Regions from separate parts of the Mus musculus genome. Here region 1 is linked to region 2. The links are chromatin contacts, called in public HiChIP or PLAC-seq maps. All regions are on one chromosome and are shown on one strand. The core of a region is the stretch at or near the end of the contact, and the rest is flanking DNA. Distances in the headings are between cores, read along the strand shown. Region 1 overlaps Dab2 (disabled 2, mitogen-responsive phosphoprotein). Region 2 overlaps 5430437J10Rik (RIKEN cDNA 5430437J10 gene).

Region 1 (6,929 bases), core at 1,695-4,194, 850 kb before region 2:
TGAGTCAGCTCATTTTACCGAGAGGAAGAAGGAAATTCAGGTGTTACACCTCTTGTGTTACGGCGAAGCTGGACTGTGGACATGGGCATTTGTAGGAGCTTTGAACCACTAACCTCATTCATCTCAGAAGCAGAGTTCTCTAATCGACTTCTGGATGACACCATACATACTTTAGTCTCAAGTGGGATCTCTACCCACATTAATTCTTCTTCTTCTTCTTCTTTTTTAAAAAAGATTTATTTTATTTATGAGCACACTATACCTGTCTTTAGACACACCAGAAGAGGGTGTCAGATTCCATTACAGATGGTTGTGAGCCATGATGTGGTTGCTGGGATTTGAACTCAGGACCTCTGGGAGAGCAGTCAGCGCTCTTAACTGCTGATCCATCTCTCCAGCCCCCACACCAATCATTCTTAGGACTGTTTTGCAAGGTGAATGTGATAGCTAAAAGTTAGGGACACTGAGCCACCTCCTTTTAAAACTGGCAATCAAATCCCGTGTCTCATGTGTGCTCGGTAGAACCTCTACCAATGAGTCACTTGCCTGGCTTTTAGTATTGTTTCTGAGAAATGCCAGGAGTTGCTATTCCACGGAAGGTTGGCAGAACTCTAGACGGGCCTCACCTGATGCAGACTTCTTCCTTACTGCTACTCGCTGGGATTGTTGTTTCTCCATGGCCAACCCAGCATCATGGATCACAGAGGTTCTTCATCAACACTCAGAGAAACACTAAAGCCTCCCCTTTAGGGCTGATGTGGAGCAAGCTGATCATGCAGGAGCTAAGTAATGGAGACACCTTTTTCTGAGACAGTAAGTAGCCCAGGCTGGCCTCAAACTCACTGTATAATGCCGATGCTCTTTAACTTTGGGCCTTCCCCGCCTCCACTTCCCCAATGCTGGAATTACTAGTATGAGCTACAATTAGTTCAGCAGTGGGGACTGAACCCAGAGCCTTGTGCATGCTGGGTAAGCACTCCAGCAACTGAGCTAAACCCAAAGTCCAGGAATTTTTTTTTTTTTTTTAATTACAAGTTATAGAAGTTAAATGGGAGAATGGACTGATCCTTCCTGAGACACACAGCTCTCTAAAACTCAAGTGCAGTAGATAGTGTATTTACAGTGGAGGCTCTTGTCTGCGCTCCTGGACACGGCATGAAAAGCAAATGTAAAAGCTATGAGGTAGAAAAAGCCACCTGGTTTAAGGGTAATGATGTAGATTACTGGAGTCCTTTTTAGAAAAAAAAAAAAAAAAGTGTTGGCTGAGACAGTCTCCTAAGTGACATTAATTATACTCTTTAAAGAACTTTGGCCTAGGAGAAAGGATTTAGATGTTCAGCAATGTCATAAAACTAAGGTTTACAATAGTTTTCTTTGGACCAAGAAAGCAATGTTGGGATTCTGGGTAAAACATAAATATGTGCTGTCTCATCTCTTTGCAACCGAAGATGCAGCTAAACATACTTAAATAGCTTTGCTTTACTATTTCCATGATGGCAGGAGATGAAGTACCATGTTAGGCTTTCCACTGCGTGACTGGATCATAAAGCTGGACTATAATATAAGTGTTACTCTTAGATCAAATGAAAGGTATGTAGAATGCGGCTGGGTAAGCCCTTCTGCCAGCTTGGTTCAGTCCATCTGGAGTGGAAAGACCACACTCTGAGAACCTTTCTCAGAAGTGGTCTCTCGGGCTGGAGAGATGGCTCAATGGTTAAGAGCACCAACTGCTCTTCTGAAGGTCCTGAGTTCAAATCCCTGCAACCACATGGTGGCTCATAACATCTGTAGTGAGATCTGATGTGCATTCTTCTGGAGTGTCTGAAGACAGCTACAGTGTATTTACATATAATAAATAAATAAACCTTTAAAAGAAGAAGGAGGAGGAGAAGGAGGAGAAGGAGAAGAAGGAGGAGGAGGAGGAGGAGGAGGAGGAGGAGGAGGAGGAGGAGAAGAAGAAGAAGAAGAAGAAGAAGAAGAAGAAGAAGAAGAAGAAGAAGAAGAAGAAGAGATCTCTCTAGCTGTGAATCACACCCCAAGAGTGCAGTCTTGGGCAGGTGACTTCATTTGTTACAAATCAGCTTACAGGTGGCAGTTTATGTCCTCTGCAGAGAGCAGAGTTTTTCAGCCTAATGTGTTACATCACATCACTGTGGTGAAACGGACTAGCTTTTACTAGCTTTGCTTTCTCCCAAGGCTTATTAAACCTACTTGTCATTCAAGTTTCTTCCAGGTTTAAGAGCATTTTAACTTAATTTTCCTTTTCTGTAGTGTTGGGGGTTGAATCCAGGGTTTTCTACACATAGGCACCCACTCCACAGTTGCAACAACTCTTAGCTCTTACAGGATTAGAGACCCAACATTCTAGTATCCTTACTTCCTGTTTTTCCCTCACCCTTTACTCAGATATTTCTTGAAAAATCTGAGATGTTCTTCATACTTTCTGTTTCCTGGTAACTTCCCGAGAACTAAACCGTAAATTGGCATGACCCATTACTGAGAATTCCTACCAGCTTAGATCAGCCACAGGTCACTTGCCCCCAGCTAGTTTATGCAGGTTAAAGAGGAGAAAGAAATTGCCAAGCAACTTCTGTACTGAGGTAATAACTGAAATTTTATAAGCTGCCTTGTGTTGTCTAGATGATGTGAGAGCTAGCAAAGATTAGAAAGTCTATATTAGAATTAAAACAAGTTTGAGGGGTGAGGGAAGGGCCATATGAGTAACGAAAGGCTCTACTTCACTTAGTAACTTCCATTTTTAGAGCAGGAAGCAATTTGTTCAGATTCTGCTTGTGCTAGAGAAGGCAAGTTTCCTTCCAGGGTGGTGGAAAGATGCAGGAAGGGGAGTAACCATGGCAACCTGCCCAGCTATGTGGACCAAGATAGTATTGGGGCCCGTGTCCTGGCCTAGTCACTGCTTAGTCAGGGTGGTCCCTCCCTTTCCCACTTCCTTGGCTAGAATGCTGACTTCAGGAGAAGGGTCACTCTTTCTCTGTTGGGAGTCTGAGAGAGTGTGGGGAAGATTTAAATGAGACCAGAGGTCATTCTGACCAAACCAAATAGCAGTCCTCCACACTGAGAACAGAGAGTAACTGTCTGTTCTTGCGTGAACACAAGCAAATACACAGGCTTTTTTAGTATTGAATACTTGAATGATTACCATTTTTCAAATAGGTGGGTGGTATTCCACTCTGATTAAGAAATTCTCCACTTGCTCTCAGGGGCCACAAAGACACTTGATTCAATTGTTCACAGGGCAGAAACAAATAGACAAACAGAATAAAGTATTCTAAGGATATAGATTAACTTACCTTCTCAGCAGCCCTTCGTACTATTGTTCTTCCCCAGATAAGAAAACAGAATTACCGAGAGGTTATTCTGTGTGTCCACGGTCATTTTACTAACAGTTGTGCAGATGCTTTCAACTACTACCCAACTGGGCTGTGTTGGCAGAAGGAGGGACACGGCTAGCACATGAATGCATATAGGAACTGCTAAGCCTTTAAGATATCCAGCACCATTTGTACCCCTAATCAGGAATTTGTTTGGGCTTTGTCTCTAGCAGGAGACCTGGTCATTTGCTTCCCTTCTGATTGCTATGATTAACCCACTAGGATATCTTACCATAATTTAGCTTTCCCTTAAACACACTTATCTGATGTGAATACTTTGTCATCTAAATGAGACTTGGGCCGCCCTCTGCAATTCTGTAACAGTGCTTCAACTTTTATTACAACTCCAAGGAGAAGGAGGAGGAAGCCAAACCAACCCAAAACCCAAAACAGCCGCATCCTGCTACTCAGGTGTTTCAGATTGCCAGTCTGGTTCCCAGCCTAATTCTGCCCAGGGTAGGGAGGTTTAAATGGTGGACCCTTGCAAGCCTTCAGCTGGAGGAACTTAGGTTGTTAGTGAGTTCCCTTCAGCAGCCTCTCCACCCATTCCAGTATCCTAGCTCTGTCCTAGAAGAAAAGGAATGAAACCCCAACAGAGAGAAGAGGCGAAGAAACGCAGGGTACTTCCAAGTTGGCTTCATCAAAGTGGTGATAGGTTTAGTCTGGGGGAGAAATGAAGAAGGGACTTCCTCATGGTCTCACCAGGAGCACAGTTTCCCACAAAACTTCCTGGTGGCTACAAGCCACCCAGCAAGCCCTGTTTTCCTGCTCGTTTAATTTTTAGGTAACAGAACTATGGCTGAGCAGTCCAGACCAGTTGGTCCACAGCTTCCGGAGGCTCTTGCACCATTCACCACGTCAACAACTATCTTCAAAGTGAGCTAAAATCCACCTAACCCTTGGAGGAAGACAAGAAATAAATAGGCCCAAGGACAGGAATTTAGACTTAGTTTAACCTTGGAAATTTTAAGTCTTTAGCAGAAATGCAAACTCTGAACTGGGTGTGGTGGCGCTCGCCTGGGATTCCAGGACTCGATGACTGGGGGGGGGGGGGGTGTTCAATCTCCCACTGAGAAGAGAGATAAGTTTTGGGATTCAGTGTCAAAATGCCAAAAGAAAAAGAGGAAAGGAGAGAGAGAGAGAGAGAGAGAGAGAGAGAGAGAGAGAGAGAGAGAGATCTAACCTCTGGATTTTGTTCTTTCTTCTCAAGTCAGCAAGGCCTAAAAGCATCCTGTGGTTATCTTCCCAGCCTCCTTTACATCCTCAGGTGGAGATCAATAGAATCGGGATCATCAGTTCTATAAATACATGGGTGCTGGAGGGCAAAGACAGAACACATTCCTCCCATTCCTCCACAATCTCTCTCTTCTGCCATAATACAAGTGGCCCAGCTTAGCGAGGTGTGCTCACCTCCGCCTACAGTCCTAGGGCTCCTGAGGCAGAGGCAGGAGGATGATGAGTTTAAGTCTAGACTGGGTTTACAGAGTAAGACCATCCAACCAGGAATTGAGAAGCGCAGCTCCATGGCTTGTCAAGCATGCCCAAGGTCCTGGGTTCCTTCTCCAGAACTCAGGGCAAAGACGGAGCATAGCAGCCTACAGGGAAAAAGTTTCTAGACTCGCGGTTGGACAAAAGGGCTTGAGTTTGCAGTAGAGGAAGAAGGGGTTTGTGATTAGGTTTTTAAACAAGGCTTGGGAAGAACCCAGCGAGTTTTAGGAGACAGTGACTACGAACTAGGGAAGAAGTGGTCTGTGTCTGATGCGAGTGCTGGAAGAGACCACCACACCTCTCTGGTGCTTTCTCAAGGGCTCTTGCTAATCTCGCCTTCTGAGCTGTGTTCCTCTAGCATTGCTTTGTCTAGATAGCTGTTTTCCTCTCCAAAGCCTGAATCCCCAACACTCCTAAATTCTCAAGCCAGTACATTTCTTTCAGTACTGCTGTGCCCTGCCTCAACCAAGGGAGTGGAGAGAGGTAGAGTCCTTGGTGGGTGGGGTAGCTAGCTAAAACAGGGCAGCCTAATCCAGGACAAGATAGCACCATGAAAAGCCATTTGGTAGCAGTGGCTCCCGAGTCCTGGCTAGTCCCTCCTTTCTAAACAACCAGTCACTGCTACTATGTGCAGAACCCAGGCCTCAAGATTGTAAACTAGGTAGGTTAGACATCCCATCAGAAGCGTTCCTGGAGCCTTATCAGCTATCTCCAAGGGATTTTGGCAAATTTTCTGCCATTACTTAGGTTGGAGTTATATCTACCTCCACCCTTCCCCTCCTGCTTTGCCTGATTAGGGCCAGAAATTTTTTCATCTTTATAGAGCAACAGCAACATTTACTATTCATGAAGTTGCCCCTCCATAATTTTTAAAGCTTTCCATGTGCCTGGAAGCTTGCTCGTTTTTGCTCTTCTCGGTTTACAGGGTGGCTCCCTTTCTTCCAAACACAGGCGAAGAAAGAGGAAAGGGTGGGAGGGGGTGCCTCGGGTGGAGATAACATCCATATTTTTTAACTGTTTTTAATCCAGTTAAATTTCCCTTCGGATTCACACAGCTCCCATCTGAAACCGACTACAGAGCTGAATTCCAGACTCAGGATTAAGTGGAGGAGAGCAGGCAGGAAGAAATAACAGCCAGCTCTATGCCGCAAAGAGAACCGCTACGTTGGCAGGGTCTCCAAGGTTTTAAACACAGTTTAGTCCCTCTTCTTGAATTCTTAATCCTTCCAAATAATTTACAACAGTCAAGAAAAACAGCATTCAAACGCTTCACGATTTAAAACAAGTTTGTTACGTGGCTTGGGCAGATACTTTTCTTAGGAATGCTGGTATAAGACAAAGTTCACATTTTTAATGCCCTGTGCTGTCAGTCAGCAGAAAATAGCTCCTCGGAGGCACAGACCATGTCCCCAGCCTTTGTCGCACAGTAAAACTGAACATCATTCAGGAGTTTATTAGGTGGTCAGCAGCCACACCGCGCATTCCCTGGGATGTCCCCTAAGCCCTAAAAACTAGGGCTCGTGTACAACACACACACACACACACACACACACACACACACACACACACACACACACAGGGACTCGTTAAATGTCACAGGATGGGCGCCTTGAGTCCGACCCCAAAGGTAAAATGCATTCCTTGGAAGCATTCCACAGATGTCAGGCCACAAAACCCGCTGCTCTCCCCGGAGTACACTGTCTCATTTGTAAGATTTCCCCAGCGCCCAAGGTCTGCAGCCAAGGCAGGGATGGGAAGAGAGGAGCCAGCAAAGGAGAGAAGTAGGTCGCAAAAAAAGAAAAAAAAGAAAAAAAAAGAAAAAAAAGGAAAAAAAGAGAAAGAAAGAAAGAAAGAAAGAAAGAAAGAAAGAAAGAAAGAAAGAAAGAAAGAAGGGACCGAAGGGAAGGGGGATGGCAGAGTTACTCACGGACTAGCTAGTGCTTCTGTGGAGCCAGCATGACTTCCCCGCGCCCGAAGCCTCAAGGCTGCAGCGCCGAGGACGCGGAGAACGCCACTTAAATAGCCGCGCGGCCACTCCCGGTAGAGATA
Region 2 (7,616 bases), core at 2,608-5,107:
AGTTTCCAATTTCCTTGGTGTTCTGTATCTTCCTGTATGTTTATAGCCATCTCTTGCTTTAGATTAGGGAAATTTTCTTCTATGATTTTTTAGAAAACATTTTCTGGGCCTTTGAGCTGGCACTCTTCTCCTTCTTCTATTTCTATTATTCTTAGGTTTGGTCTTTTTATGCCCCAAATTTCCTGGATGGTTCATGTTAGAAACTTTTAAGATTTAGAAACTTAGGATACCCAAGATATAAGATACAATTTGCTAAACACATGAAACTCAAGAAGAACGAAGACCAAAGTGTGGACACTTTGCCCCTTCTTAGAATTGGGAACAAAACACCCATGGAAGGAGTTAAAGAGACAAAGTTTGGAGCTGAGACAAAAGGATGGACCATCTAGAGACTGCCATATCCGGGGATCCATCCCATAATCAGCTTCCAAACGCTGACACCAGTGCATACACTAGCAAGATTTTGCTGAAAGGACCCAGATATGGCTGTCTCTTGTGAGACTATGCCAGGGCCTAGCAAACACAGAAGTGGATGCTCACAGTCATCTATAGGATGGATCACAGGGCCCCCAATGGAGGAGCTAGAGAAAGTACCCAAGGAGCTAAAGGGGTCTGCAAGCCTATAGGAGGAACAACAATATGAATTAACCAATACCCCAGAGCTCGTGTCTCTAGCTGCAAATGAATCAGAAGATGGCCTAGTTGACCATCAGTGGAAAGAGAGGCCCATTGGTCGTGCAAACTTTATATGCCTCAGTACAGGGGAACACCAGGGCCAAGAAGTGGGGGTGGGTGGGTAGGGGAGTGGGTGGGGGAGCATGTGGGGAACTTTTGGGATAGCACTGGAAATGTAAATGAAGACAATACCTAAAAAAAAGAAAAAGAAAAAGATTTAACATTTTCTTCTGTTGCATCTTTTATACCTGTGTTTCTCTCTTCCATCTCTTGTATTTTGTTGGTGATGTTTGCATCTATATTTCCTCAGTTTTTCATCTCCAGGATTGCCTTCGTTTGTGAGCATTTTAATTTCTTTTTCTCATTTTCAAATCTTGAACAGTTTTATTATTGCCATTACGTGTTTTATTGTATTTTCCTCTATTTCTTTATATGTATTCATTTCCTCTTTAAGAACCTCGACTTAGTTGATTGTACTTTTCTATATTTCTTTAAGAGATTTATTCATTTTGTCTTTAAAGGCCTCTATTGTCTTCATAAGATTAGATTTAAGGACATTTTCCTGCGGTTCAGATGTTTTAGGCTATCCAGGTCTTACTATGGTAGAATTGCTGGGAACTGGTGGTACCATATTGCCCTGACCTTGGTTGATTGTGTTTTTACCCTGGCCTTTAGCCATCTGGTTGTTCCTAGTGTTGGCAGGCCCGGTAGTCCTATATGGCAGCAGGCCTCTAGGGCTGCATGCAGTTTGAGTTGGTAGTCTCTGATGGCAGCAGACCTCTGGGATTGCAGATAGAGCTTGTTGCCCCCAGTGGCAGCAGGCTTACAGAGATTCAAGCAGAGCTGGTAGTCCCGTATGGCCAGGTAGAATGCAGGCAGAGCTGTGGCCTGAGTTTAGAGGGGACAGAACAGAGCTCACTGCAGCAGAGTTGGCCTGGGGAGGGCAGCAGGCAGGGAGTTAGGATAGGGTCTCACCTGGCTGTGGCCCTCTGGCATTGCGGGTAGAGGTGAGAACCAGAAGATAGAGCACAGAGGGGACAGGGAAGACTTCGTGGCTGCTGGGCTTGCCAGAGGAACCAGCTAGTAGGAACTTGAGGGTTGAAGATCACACCTAGTTGTCCCAGATGGCCACAGGCCTCCAGGGATATAGGCAAGCTGTAGTCCAGAAATGGAGAGCAGAGGGGGCAAGGCAGAACTCACTGCGGCTGGGTTTTCCCAGAGGGAAATTGTAGGGAAACAAGTAGGGAATTGGAGTAGAGGTCTCACCTGGTGGTCTCTGATGGCTGCAGTTCTCTGGGATTTCTAGTAGAGGTGTGGACCCCAAATTGCTTTTGGTCCTTTTATTTTTCATGGCAATAAAAATCAATCTAATAAAAATAAGCTTCCTATATCTAAAGCTACACTTTTGTGAAAACTTTTTGATTACTATAGTTTTGTTAGGCTGTTTGTATCACTGATTATAAATGTCACATTTTAAAAGGGAGGAGCTCTCAACTACACATACCATAAAGCAAAGCTCCCTCCCAGGATTAAGAAATAGCTGAATGGAATCTCAAACCAGACTCAAAAACTCTACAAACAGGAAAAAATTCAAGCTGAACTGCTATATAATCTAATCAAATAGATCTATAAAATATTAATACTTATGAAATACTGCTTTAGTAAATACCCAGATACTTGTACAGGTTAGGGCAGGATGGAGTGTTGGTTGATTTAGACTTCTCTGTGTGCAGGGATGATGAGTGGGAAATGTTAGATCATTTCAGACGCAACTTTACTTAAATGTTGACTGAAGGAGGGTGAACAGATGTCTGCAGGCTTACCTGCGGCTCCCTGCTACACAGACTGGACAGACAGGGTTTATGAAGCGATCCAGATGCTGGTGCTTGCCATTTTCCCAAAGCGACTGGAAGTCAGTTAGAGTTATCCCTACAAAGGCCACAGGCTACAAACCAGAGGACATTTTACACAGCAAAATATGGAACCAAAAGATTTACAAAAGACTCAAATGCAATCTTATCTTAAGAAATGATATCACCGTCTTCAAATATGTTCATGGAGTTCTCTCCATTTTATTCTCAGACTTACTGTAGGTCAGCTTCAATGCAAAACTTCGCCTTCCCAAGTTACTGCTTTAACAGGAAATTATGAGAATTCATTATTAATTATAAATATCTTGATATCTTCAGAATAAGTAATTATACCTACTGTAATAAAAGGAAACTAAACAAAACATTTTTTTAATCTGATCAAAAATGGTCTGCATTTAAAGGTTGCTGCCCCAATATTTAACCATCTAACCTTAATTCCTGTAGTGTTCCATATAGTAATGGAGTATACTGACCACCACAAGTTGTCCTCTAAAATATGGAACTCTCTCTCTCTCTCTCTCTCTCTCTCACACACACACACACACACACACACACACACACACATATATATATATATATATATACATATATATATATATATATATATATATACACACACACACATATATATATATACACATATGCCCCAGTAGTACAGGGGAATGCCAGGGCCAAGAAGCGAGGAGGGGGGCGGGTAATAGGGGACTTTCAGGATAGCATTTGAAATGTAAATGAAGAAAATACCTAATTAAAAAATGAAAAAATTTTTTTCAATAAAGGAAATATTTCAAGTAAGTGAGTCTGTTCACTAAATCCCAGAGAGCTAGAAAGATATATTTATATACAGAGAAAAAATTCAGCTAAATTTCACAATATTTACATAAGTTATCCTGACTATTTTATTCCATGATGAAAAGATGTGACACTTTTAGACGAAAGATGATTGTGGTGCAGTATTGCATGACACTATTCCTGAGGAAATGTTAACACATATGGACTCACCTCAAATAAGAAGTAATGACAGATCAAAGTAAGGATACCACCAAAGTCCAATTTGATGAACCAATGAGCTTAATGGAATTACTTACAGGAGTATGGGTGAAGGGTTGCATGGAGATGGAGAAAACTCATAGATAGCTGTATCAATAAAATGTTCACTCTAGCATGTGTAAACTCACCCAAGCTCAAAAATGCTAGAAAGCTGGAGGAGGGGAAGGCTCAACACATTTGATTTCAGAGAGTAATGAGTCAGCTCTGTTGGTATGAGACTCTACTAGACAGCTAACCTTGTGTAACAGTGTCTGTCAGAAGTTAACTATTGGTTGACTCACCTAGCCTGTGACCTGCTTTTCAGCAGCCTGGGGTGAAGGCAGCACTTCTTATGGAGTATCCTGAACATAGTCTTGAGTGGGCTGTGAGATGCTCACAAAGTCTGGGAAAGACAAAACAATCACATCATTGAAGAAGTCCCCCAAAGCTCCCAAGAGTCTGCCTCTTACATTGTCTTCATCTCTAAGTCAGTTATATAACCAAGTGCCTCGTGCGCCACTTCCTCATTGCTCAATGGGAAGAACGCCTGGCCACTGTGCGTTCAGATTACCATAGAGATGAATGAGGTAATGCACAGAGAGAGCACAATTTCAAAGTATTTCCTTTACCATATTTTTTTTCTGCTAAGCACTAACATTATTTGAAATTTTAGCCTTTGTTTCAATGTAGATCTATTTCCCCTGTGTTCTCCTTGTAACTAATATGTCAACCATCCTACTTGTGGTGAACACTGTTCCTTTAGTTTGTTTTTTAAATCTCTGCTGCAGAAACAACATCCTTGCTTGTTGTACAGTACCCATCATTAGAGCTGCCCCATCACTGCTCAACACTAAATACCAAAATAGGGAAAAGAAAGGCTCTTTAGCGTCATTCTACAGTTACCTAAGGAAACAGAAGAAAAGCGTTTCCCTGTATGCATGTCTTAAAGCATGGTTTCCAGACCAAATGTAATAAAAGCATAGTGGTTTGTCTTCTGAGTGCAAAAGATCCCTCCAGGCAACTTTTACCTGAAGTTTCATAAGCAAACTATATTTTCACTGTTCTTTGAGAATATTCAGAGTAATGCCTGGCTCCCAAGCCTGCCATATTTATTGAGTGAGTCAGAGCATATTAACAAATGCTGTCACAACATTCCAAACCTCCGTCCTGATAGGTTTTATTGATTAAGCAGTCATTTTCATCAAAAGCATAGACAAACCTCAAGTGTGCTTAGGGATTTATATTAGCTTACTCTCAAGGAAAATTGCTAGAGAGAAACTGTGTTGGCAGAGGCTAATTGGCTGCTTTTAACTTGAGTGATGTGCGGACGTTTGAATGTTGTAGGTACAGAGCCTAATTACAACTTACCTTGCCTATGCTTGGCTCCCTAAAGAGCTGTCTGTGTACCAGATCTAATATCCTGTGACAAGGAGCTAAATGCTTTTGGGGATACATTATCTTAACAGAACCATACTCCACACCAATCAAGAGGCTACGGCTGTTGCTCTGAGGAAGCACCTGAGGCCTGTGGCTGAGACCTCACTCTGGGCACTTTTATCTGCCTCTCTCATGTTCCCATCCATGGAGTTGAAAAAGGTCTTGATTTTACGATTTTTGTTTTGTTACTGTAAACCTTCAGGAAGCTATTTGTATATTGAAACATAATTTAGGGTAATCTAAGCCTGTGTTCCCAGGACATGGTCACACATATTTGGTTCCAGAATAAACTATCTTATTTGAGATGAGAATGTTTTTACATCAATTCCTAAAGCCACTCCTTTAGATAAAGAGGGGGGAATAATCTTAAAATTTGCACACTCCTATAAAACAAAGTGGAAAATTCCATCTTACGCTATTTGATATTTATTTATTTATCTATCTATTTATTTATTTATTTTGCTTTTTGTGTTTCCAAAGGAAAAAGAGTCCCATGAGCAAACGGATAGCGAACAATGTCTCATAATGTGAAGCTCAACTCACTTCTAGCTTTCTTCTTACGGCCACCTGCCTCTGAGAGAGACCACCAAATCACACCTTGCCATGTATCTACACTCATGCTGTCTGTGAACATAGGTATACAGACAGCGATCGTAAATCTAATGGTTAATTCACACTTGGTTAACATTAAATCTCAGCACTGACAGTCTGGGAGGTGGAGGCTTTTTCCAAAAGAAATTTGGAAAGATTGCTTTCCATTGTTAAAAGTAAAAAAAAAAAAAAAAATACTGAGAACAAGTGCCCAGGCTATTTTTATATATGATGAAAATAAAAAATGTACTTTAGCCAGGATTTATAACATCAGTCACTCCCTTCGGAAGCAAGTTTCCACCCTGTGATGGAGCTCCCTGATTTAGGACTGAGTCAATCTCCACGTGATGGCTTTGGAATGCCACTGGCTTGGTGAAAAGGTTCAGCCTGAGCACCCAGCACTTTCCTGGCACTAACAGTCCTGGGGGAGGGCCATCCCAGGTACATGTCACAGGTGCTGGTGACATCACAAACAGGAAGATCATTTCCAGTCCCACTAAGGAAAGAAGGAGGAAGAGTCAGACAAGCAGACTGAGAGAAAGCTTCCTAGGAGGCAATTATTTTGAAGTGAGTCACACATATTCCTAGGAACAGATGAAGGTCTCAGGAAGTACCACTCATGATTCTAGTGCAACAGGAGCCAGGCAAAGGCTCCTGAACCCCTGTATTCAGTTGATCCCCAAATTGACTAAATACCTTACTATCATTTCTTCCCTTTGCTCCTTTTACAGTATCATTAATTCTGTAAATACCTAAGTACTTATGTGTGAAAGCACTGTACTAGGCTTCTAGATAATAAGAAGCAGATAAGGAAAAGAAAAGATATCCTAAAGTGTTGAACCTCATAGAAAAAGTAGGAAAAGGGAACTGAGAGATATGCTAACAGGAAAACAGGCCCTAAGCAAACAGGGAAGGTCCTGCTCAAGGATGTGTCCTGTCACCAGTCAGAGCTCTTGGTGGTCCCCTAAGAATGTGAATTACACTCCTGTAAGCAGCTAGAGTTGGCCTAGGGAAGGAGCTAGGATTATCAGAGTCTTCTGGGCTCCAAGTCACTGTCACTGGCCAAAATAAATGAACAAAAACCCTAACAAACAAATAAACAAACAAACAAATACAACTCATGTCTAATTAACACGTTAGGGTTTCTCTACTCTAGTTTTCAAAGTATAGTCAGTACATCTCCATTACTACTGGACATCTGTTTGGAATTCGCATTGCCAGTGAAGCAGAAGCTTGGAAGAAGAGGGAAGCATGAGAGCAATCTGTATGTTAAGGAACACAGCAGCTCATTCTGACGCCTACTAAAACATGTCTGTCTGATACAGCAGCTTTTAGCCACACAGACCACTGAGCATACTATCTGTAGCTAATCCCACTTGAGGGATGCAGTGTTGATTACACATTAAGACCTCAAGAACTTGAGAAACACAATATAGATTCATAGCTTACTAATGACTTTATAGTAAGTGAATATTAAAATCTAGCTCAGATAGTATTGGGTTAAGTTAACTACATTATTAAGATTGGTTTTATCTGTTTGTATTTGTTTATTTAAAAATGACTGCTGAAAACAATTTCAATTGTACATGTGGTTAGTATTAAATTTCTCCTGGGCAGTATTGCACTAAATTTTGAGAAACATGACCATAGAACAGTGGTTCCCAACTGGGGCATTTTGGTCCTGAATAGACATCTGGTAATCTTTGGTAATTTTTGGTTTGCCCAATGTGGGAAAGCGTCCTTTAGGCATCTAGTAAACAGAAATTAGGGATACTATAAACTTTCTGTAAAGATCAGGAAAGCCCCTCTCAACAAAGCCACTCACTCCAAAGTGTCAAGGTTAGCAAATCTTCCCTGTTACACTGGTTCTACCTTCTAGATTCACCTAGACAGAATGGAAAGTACTGACTTCATTGACCCATCTCCAGATCAACTAAGTCTCTGGCACGGAGGCCATGCACTGGTTGTTCATCTTAATTTGGTTTGGTTCCTCCTGAATTTGTAATGGGCCAA

What was found. HiChIP or PLAC-seq counts read pairs in DNA pulled down with a chosen protein or histone mark.
Region 1: an H3K4me3 HiChIP or PLAC-seq map of bone marrow-derived macrophages shows a contact between it and region 2, with 4 times the contacts expected there. The contact joins two enhancer-like sites. A contact is called at or near these places in 1 of 484 Hi-C or Micro-C datasets (cortical neurons) and 1 of 115 datasets of contacts at active chromatin or transcription factors (bone marrow-derived macrophages).

What each region holds. Positions count from the first base shown.
Region 1 is chr15:6,386,811-6,393,739 of GRCm38.p6, reverse strand. It overlaps Dab2 (disabled 2, mitogen-responsive phosphoprotein), which reads right to left. Exons shown (of 15, transcript NM_023118.5): 1 at 6,808-6,929. Among named protein-coding and RNA genes, the nearest start is that of Dab2, 3.5 kb to the right of the region's middle. Within about 2 kb of position 2,944, at least 54 of the 459 cell types and tissues checked have an H3K27ac peak or open chromatin away from gene starts, as enhancers often do. A contact at or near this core is called in bone marrow-derived macrophages, where this site is marked.
Region 2 is chr15:5,535,987-5,543,602 of GRCm38.p6, reverse strand. 5430437J10Rik (RIKEN cDNA 5430437J10 gene) reads right to left here. Exons shown (of 5, transcript NR_045274.2): 2 at 3,878-3,978. Among named protein-coding and RNA genes, the nearest start is that of 5430437J10Rik, 43 kb to the right of the region's middle. Within about 2 kb of position 3,857, at least 93 of the 459 cell types and tissues checked have an H3K27ac peak or open chromatin away from gene starts, as enhancers often do. A contact at or near this core is called in bone marrow-derived macrophages, where this site is marked.